2 separate regions of the Capra hircus genome follow, and region 1 is linked to region 2. Evidence: chromatin contacts called from public Hi-C data. All regions are on one chromosome and are shown on one strand. The core of a region is the stretch at or near the end of the contact, and the rest is flanking DNA. Distances in the headings are between cores, read along the strand shown. Region 1 overlaps PPP1R10 (serine/threonine-protein phosphatase 1 regulatory subunit 10). Region 2 overlaps GNL1 (guanine nucleotide-binding protein-like 1).

Region 1 (2,908 bases), core at 196-2,695, 38 kb before region 2:
TGGTGGGAAGGGCTGGCTGGACGCGCCCAAGCGGGAGGACACCATGCCACTCTTCTCGAGTCCTCTTGCTGACTGCTTTACTCCTTATTCAACAGTGCCACATGGGCTTTTAGGCCCTGGTCCGATAGCCAATGGTTTCCCACCCGGAGGCCCTGGGGCCCCCAAGGGCATGCAGCACTTCCCCCCTGGACCTGGGGGGCCCATGCCAGGTAGGTGGAGAGCAAGTGGTTGGAAGGGGCTTGTCTGCTGGATTTGGGCCTGGTAACAGCACAGCACTGACCAGACCTGGGGTGGTTTAGGTTGGGAGATGGTGGTCCCTAGGTATAATTCAGGTAGCTGACATTGTCTCTCCCTTTTTTTCCCCCTCCTAACAGGTCCCCATGGAGGCCCTGGGGGGCCTGGTGGGCCAGTGGGTCCACGTCTCCTGGGTCCCCCACCCCCTCCCCGGGGGGGTGACCCCTTCTGGGATGGCCCAGGTGACCCTATGCGGGGTGGCCCGATGCGGGGTGGGCCAGGACCTGGCCCTGGGCCATACCATAGAGGCCGAGGTGGCCGAGGAGGCAATGAACCACCTCCCCCTCCTCCTCCATTCCGGGGGGCCAGAGGAGGTCGCTCTGGAGGCGGGCCTCCAAATGGACGAGGGGGCCCTGGTGGGGGCATGGTTGGCGGCGGTGGACATCGTCCCCACGAAGGCCCTGGTGGCGGCATGAACAGTGGCAGCGGACATCGTCCCCATGAAGGCCCTGGCAGTGGCATGGGTGGTGGACATCGCCCCCACGAAGGCCCTGGTGGTAGCATGGGTGGGGGGCACCGCCCCCACGAAGGCCCCGGCGGTGGCATGGGTGGAGGCAGTGGACATCGCCCCCATGAAGGCCCCGGTGGAGGAATGGGTGCTGGTGGTGGCCATCGGCCCCATGAAGGCCCTGGACACGGGGGGCCCCATGGCCACCGGCCTCATGATGTCCCTGGTCACCGAGGTCACGACCACCGCGGGCCACCCCCTCACGAGCACCGTGGCCACGATGGCCCTGGCCATGGAGGAGGGGGCCACCGAGGGCATGATGGCGGCCACAGCCACGGAGGAGGTGAGTGTGCTTCCTGTCCCCCACGTGCAGCTCTTGGTGTCCCGTACAAGTGTCCGGGAGGCCTCACTACGGGGGTATGTCAGGCAGAACACGAGGTCACCTCACTTCCAGTTCCCACATGCCCCTTTTGCCCTTCTCCCAGGCCCCCAAGACTAGGTCTCTGAAAGATGGCTCTCAGGATTCCTTGGACTGGGGGGATGAGTGGCACCGGCCTCTGAGCCTTCCTGTCTAACGATCCCATCCTCATCCCCACAGACATGTCGAACCGCCCCGTGTGTCGGCATTTCATGATGAAGGGCAACTGCCGCTACGAGAACAACTGTGCCTTCTACCACCCGGGCGTCAACGGGCCGCCCCTGCCCTAGGCCCCCGCCCGCCCCGCCCTGTGGACTGCAGCCTTGCTCCTTCCACTCTCTTATGGCTTCTGTGAGGCCCATTTCCCCTTCCCCCAGCTGATGAGGAGCCGGCCCCTCAGTGCCCACACGCCTGGGTTCTGGGGGTTTTCTGATCACTGGTGCGCATCAATGTACATATTTTCCTCCAGTCTGGGGAGGAGGGAGACTGGACAGATTCTGTACCCTGGACTGCTGAAGAGGAGACCCAGTTGGCTTCACTCTTTGAGGAGTTTTGCCCTGTATCCCGAGCCCCTTTCCGGTATTGCCCTTCACGCCTGAGAACCTAGAGCTGGTTATCCTGGAGAACACCTCTGCTCTCCTGCTGTGGGTCTTTCCACATGCACACGGAACTCTGACGTGGGATCAGCTGCACTTATGAAATCCTCCCAGCCACGTTCATTTCCCCATGGGTGGGGATGTAAAGGGGTACCGTGTACCCCGCTGCACTGAGTGAGAGGGCTCAATCAGGCTGGATTTGAGTTCTGGAACACATCATCCCCACCCCTCCCCGAACATAGGCTTTTTTACATTGAGTCCTTTTCTCAAGTGAGACTTTTGCAATCTTTGAGGACACTCAAGTTTGCACCTTGGGTGTGCTAGGTTCAATGATGGCAAATCACATCTGCAGCCCGTGAAAGTTTTAGCTGGCAGAGGTGAGGCCATGGTGGTGGTCCACCCTTGCCTACAGCTCCTTCTGGAAACTGTTAAACAGTGAGACCAGCTTTTCATCAACTGAAGCCTGGCATGCTGGGCCTGACAGTCACACTACATGCACTGCCTCTGGGAGTGAGCGCGCTCCTGCTCCCCACCTGGAACCTCGTAGGTGTGAGGCCTCCAGCTCCCTTGCCCTGTCAGCCACCTCTGAATCCCCACCAGGTGCCTTCCTGGGTGGATTCGATGATGACCTGTCCTCTCCCAGTCCTCTCCTTCACCCGTCTCGGCATCAGTTGTTTTCTATGAAAACAGTGGATTGGTTAGGTTTTGTGCAGGGTCTTGGGTTAGAGCCACAATGGATTTGAGGATGAGTATTTTCTTTTTCTTTTGGTTTTGTATATTTTGTACATTAATAATAAACAGTGGAAAGAGAAGTATTTAATCTCTGAGTGTGTTTGGACTCTGTTAGAAACCATGATCAGCTGTGGTCAAAGGTTCATCAGTACCTCTGGAGTGTGGTTTTCAATCCGTTTTTGGTAAGTGAAACACGGGTGAAGGAGTGCTTTGACTATAAATACCACACACACAGTACAGGGTAGGTGGTGTGCAGTTCAATGCTGGGGAGGGCAGAGCTCACAGATCACCCAAACTGCAGGAGGTACAGGCGTGTTGCTTCTAGTTGATCCTACCAGCCCCGTGACTAGCTTATGGGAGGGATAAAAGTGAAGAAGGAAAAATCCAAGAGCAGTTCCTAGGGAGGGAAGGAAGGAAAAA
Region 2 (2,926 bases), core at 270-2,769:
ACTGAGCAGCGGGAACACTGAAGTAGGAAGACTGGGAGAGGAGCAGATTTGGAGGGATTGGGGAAGGGAATCAGATTAAGTTTGAGAGTCTTTTTAAATATCCCAGGTGGAGACGTTGACTAGGCAGTGGGCCAAGAGCTTAGAGGAGAGAGCTGGAGATTTGAATTTGAATGAGATTTAAACTTGGGAAGCCAGTAGTGGACATAAATGGTGATTAAAGCCATGAGATGGGATGAGATGTGGGAGAGGAGACAGATGGAGAAGAGACTAGGCTAGTGTTTAGAGGCTGGGCAAAGGAGAACGAAATCAAGAGTGTTCCAACAGGCAATGAAGAAAGTTTGGAGAGGAGGAGAGGGCTCAGTCGTGTTGACTGTCGCTGACAGGTCAAGAGCGGTAAGAACAGAGACTTGCTCAGCAAGTTGGGCAACATGGAGATCAGCGGTTTCAGTGGGTGGAGAAGAGAAAGCCAGATTAGGGTGGCGGACGAGAGGATGGGGAACGACATAGTAATGTTGTATGAGAAAGGAGCTAGACACATCAGCATCCATTCTGTACAGTCCCATTTGTGTCAGGCTCCAAAGCTGTAGAATTGAACTGCACCAACTGTTCAGGATTCACAGGCCACAGAACTGAAAGGAAAGTGAAGCGGCAGAATTCGGTGCCCCTCAGGATCAGGCTCCCATGAGCACAGGGAGAGGGTTATGATCGAGAAGGAAGGGATGGGGCCTCTGAGGAAGTGAGTCATTCTGTGCTCAGGGGTGGGTGATGTGGGGGTTCATCAGACATGTTTATGTTTTACATGTTTTGTGTGTGTGTTATAATTTATGGTCACAAAGAAGATGGTGTGAAGAGGTGGTGACAAAAAATAGACAAGTCTTAGAGAGTTTTACTGTAAAGGGGAGAGAAAAATGGAGTTGTCAAAGGAGAGTTGTCTCCCCAGCCCCTTTCAAGAGGAGGTATAATCAAGGAGCCCATGGCTATGGAGGGCTAACTGTACTGTTTCATTTTATATAAGGGACATGAGCCTCCCTGGAGGTTGGTACCTGTGGATAGCAAGGACCGGCTGTGCGTGAGTGTGTTGTAAAGAGAGCACAGTCAGCACCAGGGTGCATTTTTGCCTGGCCTCAGTCAGCTGCTGACCGGGCAGAGTTGCATTTACAAGGCTGGAGTTTTGCCATATGACTAAGAAGAAGGGGAGAGGCAGGGCCAGGGAGTTGAAGCTCCTTGAAAGGGACTGGCTGTTGCGCTGGACCGTGGAATCTAAGTTGAGTAAGAAGGGAGGTGAGGGCATGAGCCCATGTTGGTCAGGGTCAGAGGCTCATTGGAATAGAGGATCCAGAATAAGTGAGCTGGAAAAATGAGGTGTTGGGCAGAGAGAGAGGTGCTTGTAGGTGGGATTTGGAAGGTGTGAAGTGACAGGCCCAGGGTAAGACCACAGAGGGGTGGAGGAAACCTCTGGGAGATCCTGGCACTGGGAGGCCAGAGCCTGGTTTGTAACTTTTGACATTATACCACATCTGTCCTTTCTTTCTGCACCTTAGTTGCCGGTTCATCTATAGCTACAGCACCGTGTCCTACCTGTCACAGAGGATCTGTCAGTGTTAATTTTCCTTGTCTTCCTTAGGTTTCCCCAATGTGGGCAAGTCCTCGCTGATCAACGGGCTGGTAGGCCGGAAGGTTGTGAGTGTCTCCAGAACTCCGGGCCACACACGATACTTTCAGACCTACTTTCTCACTCCCTCCGTGAAGCTCTGTGACTGTCCCGGCCTCATATTCCCCTCACTTCTGCCCAGGCAGTTGCAGGTACGAGGGCAGAGGGCCAGCAGTGGGGAGAAGGCAAGAGATAGAGGCAGGTACTGAGTGCTCTTACTTCCCCTCAGGTCCTGGCGGGGATCTACCCTATCGCCCAGATCCAGGAGCCGTACACCGCTGTGGGCTACCTGGCCTCCCGCATCCCTGTGCAGGCTCTGCTCCATCTGCGCCACCCAGAGGCTGAGGACCCCTCTGCAGAGCACCCCTGGTGTGCCTGGGACATCTGTGAAGGTGGGCTCCACGTGCCTGGCTTTCCTCCCCTGGCCCTGCTTCCTGTCTGTCCTTCCTCAGAGGTCCTGCCATCCTGATGGGGCAGCTGGCTGGTCACCTACAGACCCTGTCTCAGGGCCAGCAAGATCTTGGGTCTGGAATATTCTGGGAGAAACTGGAAGGACTGTATTAGGGGTGTGGGATGATGGTGACTGGGCCGAGTTGATGGTCTTCCATCCCCATCCTTCTCTCCCTCCAGCCTGGGCAGAGAAACGTGGTTACAAGACAGCAAAGGCCGCCCGAAACGATGTGTACAGAGCAGCCAACAGCCTCCTGCGGCTGGCACTGGACGGCCGCCTCAGCCTGTGTTTTCATCCCCCGGGCTACAATGAGCAGAAAGGTCAGTCAGCTGGTGATCCTCCCCAGCCCCTGCTGTAGGAGAGGCAGAAGGGTGTGGGCTTTGTGGCCACACTGTGTGAGGATTTGGATTCTGCCCCCATCGGCCAGCTCTGTGTGGCTAAGCAAGTCTGAGATGACTTTCCGATCTACAAAACCAGGGTGCTTAGTTGCCCCTGGCAAGGAGGTGGTCAAGATGGGAGTTAATGTGTACAAAGCTTCTGTTCTGTGCCCAGCACAGGAGAGGGTGAATGAATGAGTGAACAAATGAATGCCAGGAGCTATAAAAATGGTTGTTATTCTTAGTCTTTGCCTCTTCCCCATCTTTGCCTGGTGTTAGTTTCTTGCTCAAAACTCTCCCCCATTCTTTTTCTGTTTTGGTTCCCCAGGCACCTGGGAGTCCCATCCAGAGACCATGGAGCTGGTGGTTTTGCAGGGCAGGGTGGGGCCAGCGGGTGACGAGGAGGAGGAGGAAGAGGAAGAGCTGAGCAGCTCCTGTGAGGAGGAG

The links. A called contact is a pair of places that touch in the nucleus more often than the background predicts.
Region 1: a contact with region 2 is called in a Hi-C map of blood, with 2.6 times the contacts expected there. The contact joins two enhancer-like sites. A contact is called at or near these places in 4 of 5 Hi-C or Micro-C datasets (blood and liver).

Annotation. Positions count from the first base shown.
Region 1 is chr23:21,600,713-21,603,620 of ARS1.2, reverse strand. PPP1R10 (serine/threonine-protein phosphatase 1 regulatory subunit 10) reads left to right here. Exons shown (of 20, transcript XM_018038847.1): 18 at 96-209; 19 at 375-1,085; 20 at 1,341-2,576. The coding sequence ends at 1,450. Among named protein-coding and RNA genes, the nearest start is that of MIR877, 11 kb to the right of the region's middle. Within about 2 kb of position 1,445, at least 1 of the 5 cell types and tissues checked has an H3K27ac peak or open chromatin away from gene starts, as enhancers often do.
Region 2 is chr23:21,562,519-21,565,444 of ARS1.2, reverse strand. GNL1 (guanine nucleotide-binding protein-like 1) reads left to right here. Exons shown (of 12, transcript XM_018038844.1): 9 at 1,625-1,803; 10 at 1,881-2,043; 11 at 2,282-2,422; 12 at 2,808-2,926. Among named protein-coding and RNA genes, the nearest start is that of PRR3, 6.6 kb to the left of the region's middle. Within about 2 kb of position 1,519, at least 2 of the 5 cell types and tissues checked have an H3K27ac peak or open chromatin away from gene starts, as enhancers often do.